Linked DNA regions of Mus musculus: regions 1 and 3 are each linked to region 2. The links are chromatin contacts, called in public ChIA-PET and HiChIP or PLAC-seq maps. All regions are on one chromosome and are shown on one strand. Each heading gives the region's core, a stretch centred on a gene start, on an enhancer-like site or on the middle of the called end of the contact. The rest is flanking DNA. Distances are from core to core; before and after follow the strand shown.

Region 1 (4,456 bases), core at 1,638-4,137, 240 kb after region 2:
AAGCAGAGGCAGGCAGATCTCTTGAGTTTGAGGCTAACCTGATCTACAGAAAGAGTTCCAGAGCTATATAAATAGAGAAACCCTGACCTTGAAAAAAAAAATGAAGAAGGGAGAAGGAGAGGGAGAGGGAGAGGGAGAGGGAGAGGGAGAGGGAGAGGGGAGAGGGGAGAGGGGAGAGGGGAAGGGAGAGGGAGAGGGAGAGGGAGAGGGAGAGGGAGAGGGGGAAGGGATTCAACCATTAATCTGCTTGCCTCGTAGCATAGGCTAAAACCCACATGAGAAATGTGAAGCACTTTGATCAAGACACAGCTTTGGAACAGTAACTGCTGATATAACTTCAGGAGCTGAGACAAATGCCCTGAATGAAAATCTGAAGTAGGAGGAATTAAAAGAATGTCTCCATAATTGCTTGGCCCACGAACTTACATTAATGGTTAGGGAATCTCAGTGAACCACGACCCTGTGTGCCTTATCAATCTTTTTATCAGGTATCACGGGTAAAAGTAAAATTACCCCCACACATGCACACGTGTGTACACAGAAATGTGAAATAATGGAATGACCACCAACCTCATCTTCAGAGCCTGGAACTGCTGCAGAAGAAGAGCCAATTGTTGTTGCTGCTGAGATGACAAAGCTGCTTTCTGCTGTTGAGCCAAAACCTGTGCATACTGTTGTCTTCAAAAGTTTAAAAAAAAAAAAAGTATAACCTATCTACTCACATACAGTTCACATGATTGAAAGAAAAAACAAAACCCAACTTCTTCCCTCCTCCAACCACCAAACTCAGAAATATCAAATATATTTTATAATTCTATAAAGTCACAAAAATTTTTGATTCACATCATATATGATGTTCCTGAAGGACAGATATAAAATTGTGTGTGTGCACATATACATATGAAATAAATGACATGTGTGATATATACATCCTGCATATTGCAGAATGTCAAAAAATGTCAAATACCCATAAAATTTTCTAGATTATAAATGACAATAAGCAAATTTGAACACCTATTTCTTAATGAAGAACTCTGCAAAACTAAAATCACTTCTACAAAATTTTCTCAGATTTTTTGTTTCAGCGTGGAAATTTCTGGGCAACATTTTCTGGTGGCTGTGAAAGTTGCAAACAGAAAATGTCTTTAGGTTTACAGATGCAACTGCTCAGTTCTTCCCCTGTAATTTAACAGCAGTCACAGACAGCTAAGTCATATGATCCAATAATGTTTTGCTTAAAACAGGCAGCAGGCTACCAACACTTGACAGTGTCAATCCATCTACCTGCACAAATAATACTTCTTTTTCATGAGCCTAGTGCTCAGGAGACTAAGGCTGCAGAACATGAATTTTACGGCAGTCGGGGCTATACGGTTAAATATCTCAACACACACACACACACACACACACACACACGTAAGATAACAACCTTAGTGAGCTGGTCGTTGTTCTACACCATTCCTAACAACAAACTCTTTAACTTCTTCCTACCTTCTCCTCTGTTTTTTCTCTGTGCCCCTCAAAAAGTACTTAGTCAATAAAATGATTGTCTGGCTCTTTCTTCAGCAACTAAAGACCCTGAAAACCTAATTAGATGCCATTCTCTGGAATCTAGAATTAAAAGGCAAGCTACAATGAGATGGACAGTGGCACACACGTCACTAGTAGGCTACTCAAGAATCACAGAAGCCTTGAGTTCTCACTCTAACAGGTGAGACTTGAAGCAGATTCTATGTCAGGTTCTTTTGATGCTGCAGTGCATCCTACTGCATCACTCTCTTACTGGATTAAGAACTGCTGGTACTGGAGGTGCTGCATCTGGTATAAGGCAGTGAGTTCCTGCTGTCTGGTCAGGCGTTCCTGGTCCAATTCTCCCTGAGGGAAAAGAGGTACAAGAAGAAGCACCATGAGATAGACAGCAATGAGCATACATAGCATCGAGTATACACACCTACACACATGCACACGCACACACATAGCACACCACACGCAAGACCTTTGCTTCCTACTCCAAACTTGTGCCCTTCAAACCCTTAACTAAAAACCCCATTACCTTAAAAAACCAAGCAATGCCACCTAGTGGTATGAGGTGGCATTACCAACATAAGTCACAAGCAGTCCTTACTCAGCACTGTCATCCACTACTTCAAACTGAAAGCTGAACTGTGATCTACCAATCTGTTACTGTAATTGAGAAATTACCCAGCACTCTAAATCTTGGTGGCTTGTTTTAAAGATCACATAAAAATCACAGAAACAGGACAACATGAAAAAGAGTAAAGTGACCTAACAGCTGATAGGATGAGAACTCCTCCCTCAAATTAGGGATTTCTAACGCTAGTTATACACTGGAAGGTGGAAACACAGGCTAATAGTATTTTCATTGTATTTCAAAATAATTCAAAGAAGATGGCTGAAATTTTAGTTTTGTAAAGTTAAAATAGAGGCAAAGAAAATATAAGGTTTATAGTAATAAAAATAAAAACCTAAGATAACAGACTAACCCCTAGGCAAACCATATATGAACTTGTATTTTTCTGGCTTACTGATTATAGCTTGGAATAAAGCATCTGACATACAATGGGTTAGGGCAGGAAGAATCCTAAATTCAGAGATATCAGGAGTAAGGTCTAGTCAACACTTCACACGAGTAGCTGGGTTTTAAGAGTTCTGCTTGTGAAAGTCAGCTCTCTTATCAGTGCTTTGAGGAAGGAGGTAGCAGGTAACAAGCAACCTGAGCTTCCCAAAAGTTTCCCCTTGAAGGGTACAGACCGAGGCTTAGGTACAGCTTCAACTAAAGAGATGCAGACTGTGACTGGAGAAAACAAGGGGTGAGAACATGCCAAAAACCAAGCGAGCAGCTTTTAGCTCCTGACACATCAAAGTCACATTTCAACTTTAAGACAGGAAATAAGGCTCAAACTTGTCAGGTAAATTCAAGTAATGATTCACTATAATTGTTCTTGTGATTGAAAAGAAACAATTCTCAAAAATAATGTATGAATCATGGAAGAGAAAGTATGATGGCCAGCAAGCCAGTGAGTCTCATCCTTTAATAACAGAGGATACAGCACATTCACTGCCACCTATCAAACAATTACCGTGAAAATAACACTGGTAGCCTCAGTATAGCTGTGTAAGTCAACATCAGGTTACTGCAGAAATCCAGTATTCATGGTAAATTAAATAGTATCACTTTTATCAATGGACAACCACTACTTGCTTCAATTTAATAAAAACATAGACAGACACACACATAGCAACCTCTACTAGCAACTCAACTGAGAAAGGCCAGCCTCAAGAGAAAATTTTCCCAGCCAAAGGATTAGGCCTTCAAAATATCCTAACACAGTAAGTGGCACTTATATTTGGATAAGCCTCAAGTTCAAGAAATTTTATGAGCCAGAAAATAAGAAGGAGATAGAGGTGAGAGGAAAAGTGTACATTCTAAGTAAAAGTAATAAGAACTTTTCAGAGGCCAGCCATTTTGAAACACAGAAGATAAAAGCTTTGACATGAGCTATGAAAGGGAGAGAGTCAGACCATAAAGGACCTACAGGTTAGGTCAGGATAAGATATTGGTCTCATTCTTTATTGGTTAGAAAACCACCGACAGATTTTATACAGTATATATAGATGAATGCACAGTAAGTTCTGAAAAGGTCATTAGTGTTCAGTATACAATTCTCCCATTCAAAAATGCCCATTATCATTTCAATTTACTTCTATGAAACTACCAGGTTGGGTATGGTAGTTCATGCCTATGATCCCAGCAACTTAGGTAGGAGCAAGAGAACCACCACAAGTTTGAGGTCAACCTGGTCTGCAGAGCAAGTTCCAGGCCAAAACCCTGTATCAAAGAAAAAGAAAGAGAAACTACCATTCTTTCTTCCTTCACTGCAACCCTGGTTGTCATTCAAAGAGAAACAAGTACTCCTGTGTCTACTGTGAATCTCAGGCAAGTGGGAAGATACTCACCATATGAGGAGGGGGAGCTGGGCCTGGAGAGAAAGGAACCCTTCCCCACATTTTCATGATATCACCAAGGGGCTGGAAGCTTTCATCACATGCTCTCTTCACCAGCAAAGACATAGTAAAATAGCCCGCCTGAAACCACTCGGCCATCTCCTGATTGTTAAAGGGACCTAAACACAAGGGGAGTGAGAATGCTGTCAGGCTCAAAAATAAGTATATTCCCTGAGTCTCATGTTCATTCAAAATTTTATAGAATACCAGCTTACCTCAAAAAGTAACAAATAAGATTTTTTAAAATTAGATACAAAGGGAATTAAATTTTGAAATGCACAATGTTGTGTCCCCAAGCTGGGAGTTTAAGCCAGGACATTACTCATTTTCAGCAAGTACCCTGCTGCTGAGTCTCACCCCCGAGCAAGCTCCAGCCTGACGCGTCTCAAATTTGTCACCAATGCTTTAATGACTATACGCAGAATAACCG
Region 2 (4,662 bases), core at 916-3,415:
GACCTTGCTCATGCTAGGCATTTGCTTTACCTTCAAGCTACATGCCTGGACTTTAATCTTTAAAAGTGACCCTGTTTGTGGTACTCAGTCAGAGCAACAAGATCCACTTATTTATTTATGTATGCAATGAATATGCACATATACAAGGCCAACTGATGAGACAGATGGGGATGAGACAGGAGGCAGAGATGCCAGGTGGGTGCTGGGTCCATTTGACAGAGAAATGTCCTTGCAAAGGCCTTATGGCCACACTATAATATAGATTCACTACCCAGGAGCTGGGGCTCAGGGACAGCTCTGAGTGCTTTGTACTTCTAGTACCCAGAAAGGATACAAGGGCCCTCCTAAGGGAAGCAAATTCCCATGAGATAAATTTCAATTGTTATGCCATGTGGGCCAGCAGGAAGCAGCCTGTCTTCACAGGCAGCAGACAGAGGCAGAGGAGATGGTGGAGATATGGGTCCCAACAGGCCAGAGAAAGGGGTCTCTTGGAGGCACAGTATAAAATGCTGTCTTCATAAGATGGGCTTAAAAGGCCCTATGTCCAGGCAGAGTGGATAGTGAATGGCCGGCTCTGTGTAGCCAATAAACCCCACTAAGCCTAAACCAACACGTGGGAAGATCTTCTAGGTGGCAGTGTACTGACTGTGGGCCAGGAGGAACAATAATGTCCTTTAGTAATGAGCCTAGAGGTCCCCTTCCACATGAGATGTTGCACATATTCACCTGCCTAAGAGGCCCCCCTCCCCACAGGAGCGGGGTCTACATACTACATCTCGGTCTACCGTACTTCCTGTAATTCTGAGGAGCCTGGCAACCCCTGATTCTGTGGGGTTACCACACTGGAATCAGAATGACAGGCAAGAATTTGTAGTTTTAATTGTGAACTTGACACAGTCTAGAATTATCTGGGAAGAGAGTCTCAGTGAGGAATTGTCTAGATCAGGTTGGCCTATGGCGTGTGTGTGTGTGGGGGGGCAGGGAATAGGAGAGGAGTATTGCCTTTTTGTTTTGTTTTGGTTTTTTTACGATAGGGTTTCTCTGTGTAGCCCTGGCTGTCCTTGAACTCACTTTGTAGACCATGCTAACCTTGAACTCAGAGATTTACCTGCCTCTGTCTCTCTCAAGCACTGGGACCAACAGCACCCGCCACCTCTGCCTGGCTACCACTTTCACCTCCCCGTTACAAAGGGCCGTAATGTGGAATTATGAGTGAAAACAAAAACAAACCTTTCCTCCCGCCACCCCCTTAGTTGCTTTTTGTTATTACAGCAACAGGAAATAAAACTAGGTTAGATACCTTCTGTGTGCTTGGGCTTGGAGGTAGAAACAGTGAGAGGTGGGGCTTGGTGTACCCCCTTTTCTCCCAACAATCCCAAAGGTGGTGCTTTTTCGACTATTTTAAAATGTAAAATGTGGTCAAGAAAGGTGTCATAGGCATTAGTCATAGTCCTAGCAGGAAGCAGATGGCCATATAAAACTGGCATTTGGGGAGAGTTTGGTAGGTAGAGAGGAAGAGTTCTAGAGCTAACAGCGGAGGGAAGCAGTTTACCCCTACCCCCCTGGAACCTCCCAGCAGAAGGATAGTGCTGGAGCCCACTGAGAACTCCCAGCAGGAGGGAGCCAGTGCCAGAGGACCCACCCCCGCTTCTTCACTATCTTCCTCTCGCTGTCTTACCACCTGGCTGGGGCTCTCACTGGCTAAACTCAAAGGAGTGAATGAACCAGAGGACAATCATGATGGCAGAGAAGCACCTGTGTGTCACATGGAACATGAGGCTCAGATCAAGGCCTAGTTCATAGTTCCCTGCCAGCAGAGGGGCGTGGCTCTGGATTCTTAGCGTCTAGGCCGCCAGCTTTTGTTCCTCATTCTGCAGCTAAGGCCTTCCTTAAAAGATACACCAAGTCATTTTGAAATAGAGAAGGAACCCCAAAGGTCTCGAGTTAGCTGTGGGCCTCTAACAGCCTTCTGAGCTGTTTACTGATGTACCCTCACTGTGCCCCTTAGGAATGATACCCCACAATACCCATGGACCGTGAGGCCCCTGCTCCCCGGTGACTCTCCTCTTCCACTTGGCAGGCATGAATTCCTTCTCTCCTTAACAGATTAACTATAGCATGTGGCAGGCAGTTTGATCCAAGAGAGAGAGAACCTGAAGATGAGCGGGTGTGGTGCATGGTGTGGCCCGAGCCCTTTCACTGTGCTCCACCCTCAGCCTCAGGCTCTTCCTACTTTAAAATAATGCTTGTAACTGGGATATCCCAGGCTTGAGGCTGATAGACCTCTCCATGGGATTTGCTTAATCAACAGACTGGACATGAATTTATTATGTTCAGAATCAAAAGTCACACACAAGACAATAAAGTAAGGATTAGTTCTGTTCACGAAATGAAATATAGTCCTTGTCTCTGATTAGTTAATATGTCTACACAGAGTAACTAGAAGCAATGTTTTTTATAAGGCCTTTATAGACAACAACCCAAGGAGTCAAGCTTTGAATGCACAGCTCACTCTGCCTTGGGATATAACTGTGGTTCCTACTTTACCAACCCCCCCCCTTCACAAGAGCCTTGAAAAACCCTGTCTTATAGCCCAGGTCTGTTGACAGGGGAAACTGGTACGGTACATAACCACAGCCCACTGTTCTGAGATACATCTGCTCCATAAAACAGACCACGCTACTATAAAAGGTGCAGGGAGGTGGAGGGGAGTGGACTGCCCAGCTAGATCTTATAGGGAAAATCTTGTTCTATCTCTTGGCATCTGCATCTACCAGGGAGCAATATCCCAGAAGGTACAAAGCCATGCACAAAGGTTTTTGGGTATGGAGGGTTGGTTGGCCTTCAGGCTGGGGGGGTCCAGGTTTGAGGAAGAGGAGGGAGGGCACTGGTACCTTTAAGACTAAGGTCATCTGAAGGTCAGCTGGTGGTCAGACTGCTGGCTGCTTTTTCAGATGCAGTCCTGGGGATGACTGAAAATACCCTGGGGGCAGGGTGGGGGTGGGGAGCAGGAAAGAGCAGGCCTGGGCGGTCAGAGCCCTAGACAAGCTGAAACATCCCAGGGGATAGTTTTAATGTCAGCACTGTCTGACATCTCTAAATGCAGAACTGAAATAGACTGGGCACAGGGGAGGAAGTCTGCCAGCCGCTGAGCAGAAGTGTGGTGCTCCGGGTGGCCACTCCTGAAGGTTGGGGTAGCCTTCCTTTTAGGTTGAAAAGACTTCCCAGAGCAGGACTGCAGGCCCAAGATGCCAGCCCTTGGGAGGCAGAGACCGAGGATCAGGGATTCAAGGCGATCTTTAGCTACTTAGCCATTCTGAGGCCGGCCCATTCAGTTACCATGGAGATTTTATAGATGGTGGGAAGTGGGAAGTGGGGAACCCAAACCAAAGAGCTCCATGCAGATTCACACCAAATCAAAGCACCCTCTTCAGGTCCAAGGAGAAAGTCAGAAGACAAGGCTTAGGCAGCAGGGTGAAAGCAGGGTGAAAACACATTTGTCTGCGGGCAGAGGGGTGCCAGTGATCGTGTTTATTATTTCTGCTTCTTAGTGAGGACCCTGAGTCTGCCAGTTGAAAAGACGGTGATTGAGGGACAGGCAGGGGCTAGACTCAGTCCAAGCTTGGGGGTGTTCCACAGATACAACTTACACAGAAGATCTGAGAGCTGTGCTGGGCAGGGGGCAGGGGAAGGGGAAGGGGGACTGTGGAAGGGGGGTGGCAGCAGGGCAGCTCAGGAGTTCAGCTGGCCTGACCAGGCCTTTGTGTTTTAGATAGCATGGTCTGCCATCTCCCTATGCAGTTATCAGTGTGTCTAGGACCCAGCTTCTCCTGAGTCTCTCTCCACAGGCCCCTCTGCCCTCTCCTATCTCTGCAGTCATCAGGAAGTTTCCTCTACCTTCCGTCTGCCTTCTTCTCAATGTCTACTCACCTCCTCTGCCTTGGCCAAAAAGACTTCATGTGGGTGAAGGGGAGAGCGCATGATTTCTGGGGCCTCTGGGATTTTGTAGAACTTACTATTATTTTTAACAATAATTTTGAAAGCTTTTGGGAGCACTCAAGAGCTGGGGTGTGCATTCATGTAGGATTGATATTTTAACTTTTATTTATTGATTGATTCAAGTTCTTACATTATAGCCCAGACTTGACTCAAACTCATCATCTGAGTGTGGCGATTACAGGTGCAAACCACTGCTGGTCAGGATGACATCACTTTGGCAGCAGTACAGGGTAAGAGTCTGTACTTGAATGAGGGAGGTAGGGTGGAAGAAAGGGGAAAGGGGCAGGGACAGGGATCTGGTACAGCTAGAACACTAATAGACTGAGGAGGCGTGGCCAGCTAGAGAGACCCAGAAGCCTGGGGAAAGGGGCAGCTTGGGCTGAGAATAGTTTGGGGGACTGCTTTAGACTCAGAAACCTGTCTTTAGTTCTAGGGCTGAGAGTGGTTTCTCTAAAGGATATCCCCAAAGAAGACAGCTCACCCCCTTCCTTCTTCCTCTGAGAAAGGATTTTGCTCTGGAACCATATAGCTCAGGCTAGAGTGGAACTTGAGATCCTCCTGCCTCAGCCTCCCAAGTACTGGGATTATAGGCATGACCCACCATGCCCAGCTCCCTTTCCTCTGGTTATTAGCACAGTTTCATTGTTTCGTCGCCTTTGAAGT
Region 3 (4,649 bases), core at 1,604-4,103, 250 kb before region 2:
TCTGGGGTGAAGGGTGGAGTTGGTGGGGGTGGATCAGAATGAAGGCAGGAGAGGCAACAGCAGGCACCCATAGACAATATGCTTCTCTTTTAACCTCAAAATGCTCTTTGTTCTGGACAGTCTTGAGTGCTGCAATCCAATCTTCCATTTCTTTCCTGTTGTCGGCACACAAGATGAGCTTCCTACATGGAGTGATGACCTAGAAGAAGAACATCACGGTCCATGTACCCATGAACAAGGGCCATGCTGGCAGCTACAAAAAAAATCTATCTGTATATGTTGTAGTGGTTTGAATATGCTTGCCAGAGGAAGTGGCACTATTGGGTGTGGCCTTGTTGGAGAAAGTGTGTCACTTTGGGGGTGGACTTTAAGACCCTCCTCCTAGCTGCCTAGAGACAGTCTTCTCCTGTTTGCCTTTGGAACAAAATCTAAAACTCTCAGCTCCTCCAGTGCCATACCTGCCTGGATACTGCCATGCTTCACGCCATGATGATAATGGACTGAACCTCAGAACCTATAAGCCAGCCCCAATTAAATGTCCTTTAAAAGAGTTACCTTGGTCATGGTGTCTGTTCACAACAGTGAAACTCTATCTAAGACAGAAGTGTATATTCACAGGGAAAATATTTCACTCAGGTATTCATATTGAACAGATCATAAAAGTAGTTATTATGTATCACTGCAAACCAAGAAGCTAAAGCTACTTCAAGCCAAAAAGTCAATGGCATTCCATTTGCTATCCACCAGCTACCAATCTGAGTGAACACTTAGACCTCACTGCTCACACATAAGAAACAAGCCCTGGAAACCAGAAAAAGAGAAGCAAACAAAGAAATGCAGAGCTAATGGCCAACATGTAAATGACATCATAAGTCTGATCCAGTTACTCTAAACTAACATGAGCATGTGCTGCACCTAAGACAACAGAGCAACAACAGCTTCTACAGTTAGGAACGAAGCAATTTAGCTGGAATGATACACAACCGGTGCTAACCAACAAACGGAAAGGAATGTGGGAAGAGTTTATAAACTAATGAGAAGCCTTCTGAGGAAGAAAGACTCAGACTCACAGAAGAACAGAAAGCGCTAATAAAGGAATGCAAGGACACAGAAGGGAGAAATAGCCTCTTTTTTCTTTTCAGATTGGTAGGATTCTAGAAGATAACATCAGACTTGCTGAAGCTGTGGAAGAGGTTTTCTCAAGCACTGGTGGGAGGTGAACAGGTACAGTTTAGGGGGAAAGTGACAAGGTTTATCAAAAAATGTCATAACCTCTTAATTTTACTGTACAATGATATAGGACAAGCAAGATGACTCAGCAGGTCATCTGCCAAGCCTAATGACCTGAGTTCATTCCCCAGGACCTGCACAGTGGGAAGAGGGAATCAACTGCTGACCTCCACACAAGTATAATATCTATGCATACACATAAATAAATGAATACATGTAATAAAATAATATAAATGTTTAAGTAATTCCAAAATCAAATCTATACAAAACAAAGTTTGAGTAGAAGTTCTTTTTTTTTAAGTGTATTTTCCCTCTATTTTGATTACCTTAGGAAGGGAGGAAGGGAGGAAGGGAAAGAGGGAGGAAAGGAGGGAGGGAGAGAGGAAAGGAGAGGGAGGGAGGCAGGCAGGCAGGCAGGCTGGCTGGCTGGCTTCCATTTATAAGCTACATGCAAACAAAAAAGTATTTATACTCCCTGTAAAAACAGAAGCATACTACAGCTACCACTTCCCACCTCTGCTTTCTCTCCTAACTGTAGATCCTGGCCTCCATGCCTGATAGCACACAGTCCCTAGCTCTACCTCACAGGAGCACAGCAGTCTATGATTCAGACATCAGCTTCTCAGCCAGTCATGTTTACCACTGGGAACTCTGCACTGTGGAAAATCCTTTGCTATTTCATGGAGTACCTCAATGAATGATCTTTTACTATTTTTACAGTATATCTCTGGCCCAAATTCCTAGAAGTAGAATTTCCCTGAAAGACAATAAATTCATATGTAACCTTGCTAAATGTTGCCAAGTTCCCTTCTGCAAGTGCTGGACATCCCCCACCGCATTCCCACCAATACGTTTAGGAAAGTGCCTATTTTCAGGGGGATCTTCACAATTAAAGGTTTTAACGTTTACATTTGTATCCATCTTATCTATTTAAACTTACATTAAGAAGACCCAATTGACAAACATGACATTCAAGTACATTTTGTCTGGGACTCAAAACACACAGAAGCAGTGTTCTTTCCAGCAACTAAGGTTCACACAGAGAGGATGAACAGAACTGGGTCTCCAATAAAAACTTTGTTTACTCTCATGTTTCCAAGGTTCCTAGAATGATGAATCTGGGGCTTGGGAAAAGCCAAGAGCATAGGAAAATGAACAGAGACAACAGACAAGGAGCACTGCCTTCAGAGATCAGGCACCACAAGCTTCCCTCTCACCCCACACCCCCACTAGCTTGCTGGGAGTCTGCTCCAGAGCTGAGTTTCTAAGAACATGAAGTTGAAGCTGCCACCCAGAGAATACTCACATTGGAGAAAGACAGACCTACAACCACCTCGGATGTTTACAAAGACCGCATATGAGGCCTGGAAGTGGGGCTAGCCAGTGCTTTAGACCTTGTTGCAGATAGTGGTGGGAACTGAAACCCTGCTCATTATTCTTGCTCTTCTGCAGAGTTTGCAAACTCTCCTTAATGACTCCCTCTAGCACAACCTCAAAATGTGAACATTTTCATCAGCATAAGAAACACAGTCAAAGAAAGAACAAGTACTTGATACTGCATAGCTCAGAGATAGCGGGGTACCAGGACACTCATAGCGGTGAACTATGAGGAGTTTACATATCCCCTTCTATACTGATGCTATGTCTACCACTTCCACAACTATGAGAGGAACTGCTGCATTATTCCAGCACACACTGGAAAACAGATCTTTGCCCCTCCCCTAATCTAGCCCTGCACATTCTGAAAAAATAACTTTAAAAAACTGTTATGCTTAAAGCCAATCAGTCAATTAGTCAAATGATCATTGGTGCCATTTCCTTAGCCTGAACAGCATAGCAAAGGCTAAGCTAGCAGATGTAGAGGAACCTGAGTTTGGATTTCTTTCTTTTAAATCTATGCCTATTCTATAACGAGGAAGTTCAAAACAGACACTAATTTGAACCCCTCCTAGCTTCATTGGTTGAATGTGGGAAGTCTATTTCTTTTCTGGAAAGGGGGTGATCAAACCCCAGAGGGCAGTGCAGGGATACAACCTGCCTTGGACCAATACCACATTTTTGGCCCCTGGATCCAAAGCTCCATAACTTGTAGCAGGTGCTTTTCCAACTCCTGTTTCCATTTCCCCATCTGAAAACAGGTACTGATGGCACCACCACATCTTAGCTCTGTCAGGGTGTACGTCAGCAGCACCTGTCACTGTCCCAGGACTCCCCTGTGATATGACCAAGAGACAGTCCATGTGGACACTGCATTCTTGAATGGTTCTACCATAAACAGCCCAGCCAATGGAACGAGATCATCACAGCAAGTCCTAGCAAATAAAATCTGCCTCCTGTTCCTTTCCAATCAGGCCCTACTACCTTCCATATTTCTGAACTGCCCACAAATAACAGAGTCTGCCCTGTCTGTACCTATCCCTCAATTCACTCTCATGACTGATATTCCCAAATATGTACTTACCTCAGCCCCACAGTCCTCATCTCCCTGGAAAGACTGTCCAGGGCAGCCACACCACCTGCCAACATTGTGTTTCAAGACAAACTATACAGAGGTTGGAATTCTCAAAACATAAAAGTAACCATTCAGCCAAACACGGTATGCCACACTTTTAAGTTCAACACCTTGTGGCAGAGACTGGAGACCAGTCTGGTCCAGCCAGTACCATGCCAGCCAGAACTACATCGTGAGTGTCTTATCCCTCACCAAAAGGGTAGGGGGAGAGAATGAACAGAAGACAAGAAAAACAAAACAGAAAAGGAAACCATGCATCTGCCTAGACTCTCAGAAATCCTAATTAGAAAAGTCCATCTGCACGGACTGAAGAGACAGCTGAGCAGGGAAAGCAGGGCAGCCTGAGTCTGAATCCAGGAGCCTACGTCCTAGGGGACAGAACTGACCACCATGTACGTGCTATGGCTCATATAAGAGAACGAAAGAGAGAAAGAGAGAGGAAGGGAGGGAAGGGAGAGAAGGGAGGGAAGGGAGGGAAGGGAGGGAAGGGAGGGAAGGGAGGGAAGGGAGGGAAGGGAGGGAAGGGAGGGAAGGGAGGGAAGGGAGGAAGGGAGGAAGGAAGGAAGGAAGGAAGGAAGGAAGGAAGAAAGAAAGAAAGAAAGAAAGAAAGAAAGAAAGAAAGAAAGAAAGAAAGGAAGGAAGGAAGAAAGGAAGAAAGAACCCACATGCAGAAGAGACAGCAGGAGACAGATAGATACCCAGAAATGAACAGGAAAGGCCACTGGAATTGTATTAATTCAAGGTTAGAAACAGATCTTAACCCTACAGAAATATTTGCTTGGTATACCTCCCAAGAGAAATGCAAATTGAAAGTATAGACTCAAAGGTTTATTTTACTTGCATCTATTTATTATGTGTGGAGGGGTTTATGTCACAACACACATGTGGAGGTCAGAGTACAAGCTGT

What was found. ChIA-PET counts read pairs in DNA pulled down with a chosen protein or histone mark. HiChIP or PLAC-seq counts read pairs in DNA pulled down with a chosen protein or histone mark.
Region 1: an RNA polymerase II ChIA-PET map of memory CD8 T cells shows a contact between it and region 2, with 6 read pairs. The contact joins two enhancer-like sites. A contact is called at or near these places in 1 of 39 promoter capture datasets (stem cell-derived epiblast-like cells), 1 of 15 datasets of contacts at CTCF or cohesin (CD8 T cells), 1 of 484 Hi-C or Micro-C datasets (embryonic stem cells), 4 of 115 datasets of contacts at active chromatin or transcription factors (acute myeloid leukemia, bone marrow-derived macrophages, embryonic stem cells and 1 more) and 3 of 9 other capture datasets (adipose tissue, embryonic stem cells and liver).
Region 3: a contact with region 2 is called in an H3K27ac HiChIP or PLAC-seq map of microglia, with 4 times the contacts expected there. The contact joins two enhancer-like sites. A contact is called at or near these places in 2 of 484 Hi-C or Micro-C datasets (DN3 thymocytes and spermatogonial stem cells) and 3 of 115 datasets of contacts at active chromatin or transcription factors (effector CD8 T cells, large pre-B cells and microglia).

The regions. Positions count from the first base shown.
Region 1 is chr1:87,416,507-87,420,962 of GRCm38.p6, reverse strand. It overlaps Gigyf2 (GRB10 interacting GYF protein 2), which reads right to left. Exons shown (of 29, transcript NM_146112.4): 15 at 3,979-4,145; 16 at 1,784-1,875; 17 at 571-678. Among named protein-coding and RNA genes, the nearest start is that of Kcnj13, 24 kb to the right of the region's middle. Within about 2 kb of position 2,887, at least 7 of the 459 cell types and tissues checked have an H3K27ac peak or open chromatin away from gene starts, as enhancers often do. A contact at or near this core is called in CD8 T cells and memory CD8 T cells, where this site is marked.
Region 2 is chr1:87,656,649-87,661,310 of GRCm38.p6, reverse strand. All of the region lies in intron 2 of Inpp5d (inositol polyphosphate-5-phosphatase D), which reads right to left. Among named protein-coding and RNA genes, the nearest start is that of Inpp5d, 39 kb to the right of the region's middle. Within about 2 kb of position 2,165, at least 120 of the 459 cell types and tissues checked have an H3K27ac peak or open chromatin away from gene starts, as enhancers often do. A contact at or near this core is called in CD8 T cells, memory CD8 T cells and microglia, where this site is marked.
Region 3 is chr1:87,910,650-87,915,298 of GRCm38.p6, reverse strand. It overlaps Dgkd (diacylglycerol kinase, delta), which reads right to left. Exons shown (of 30, transcript NM_177646.3): 4 at 95-199. Among named protein-coding and RNA genes, the nearest start is that of Gm19582, 59 kb to the right of the region's middle. Within about 2 kb of position 2,853, at least 13 of the 459 cell types and tissues checked have an H3K27ac peak or open chromatin away from gene starts, as enhancers often do. A contact at or near this core is called in microglia, where this site is marked.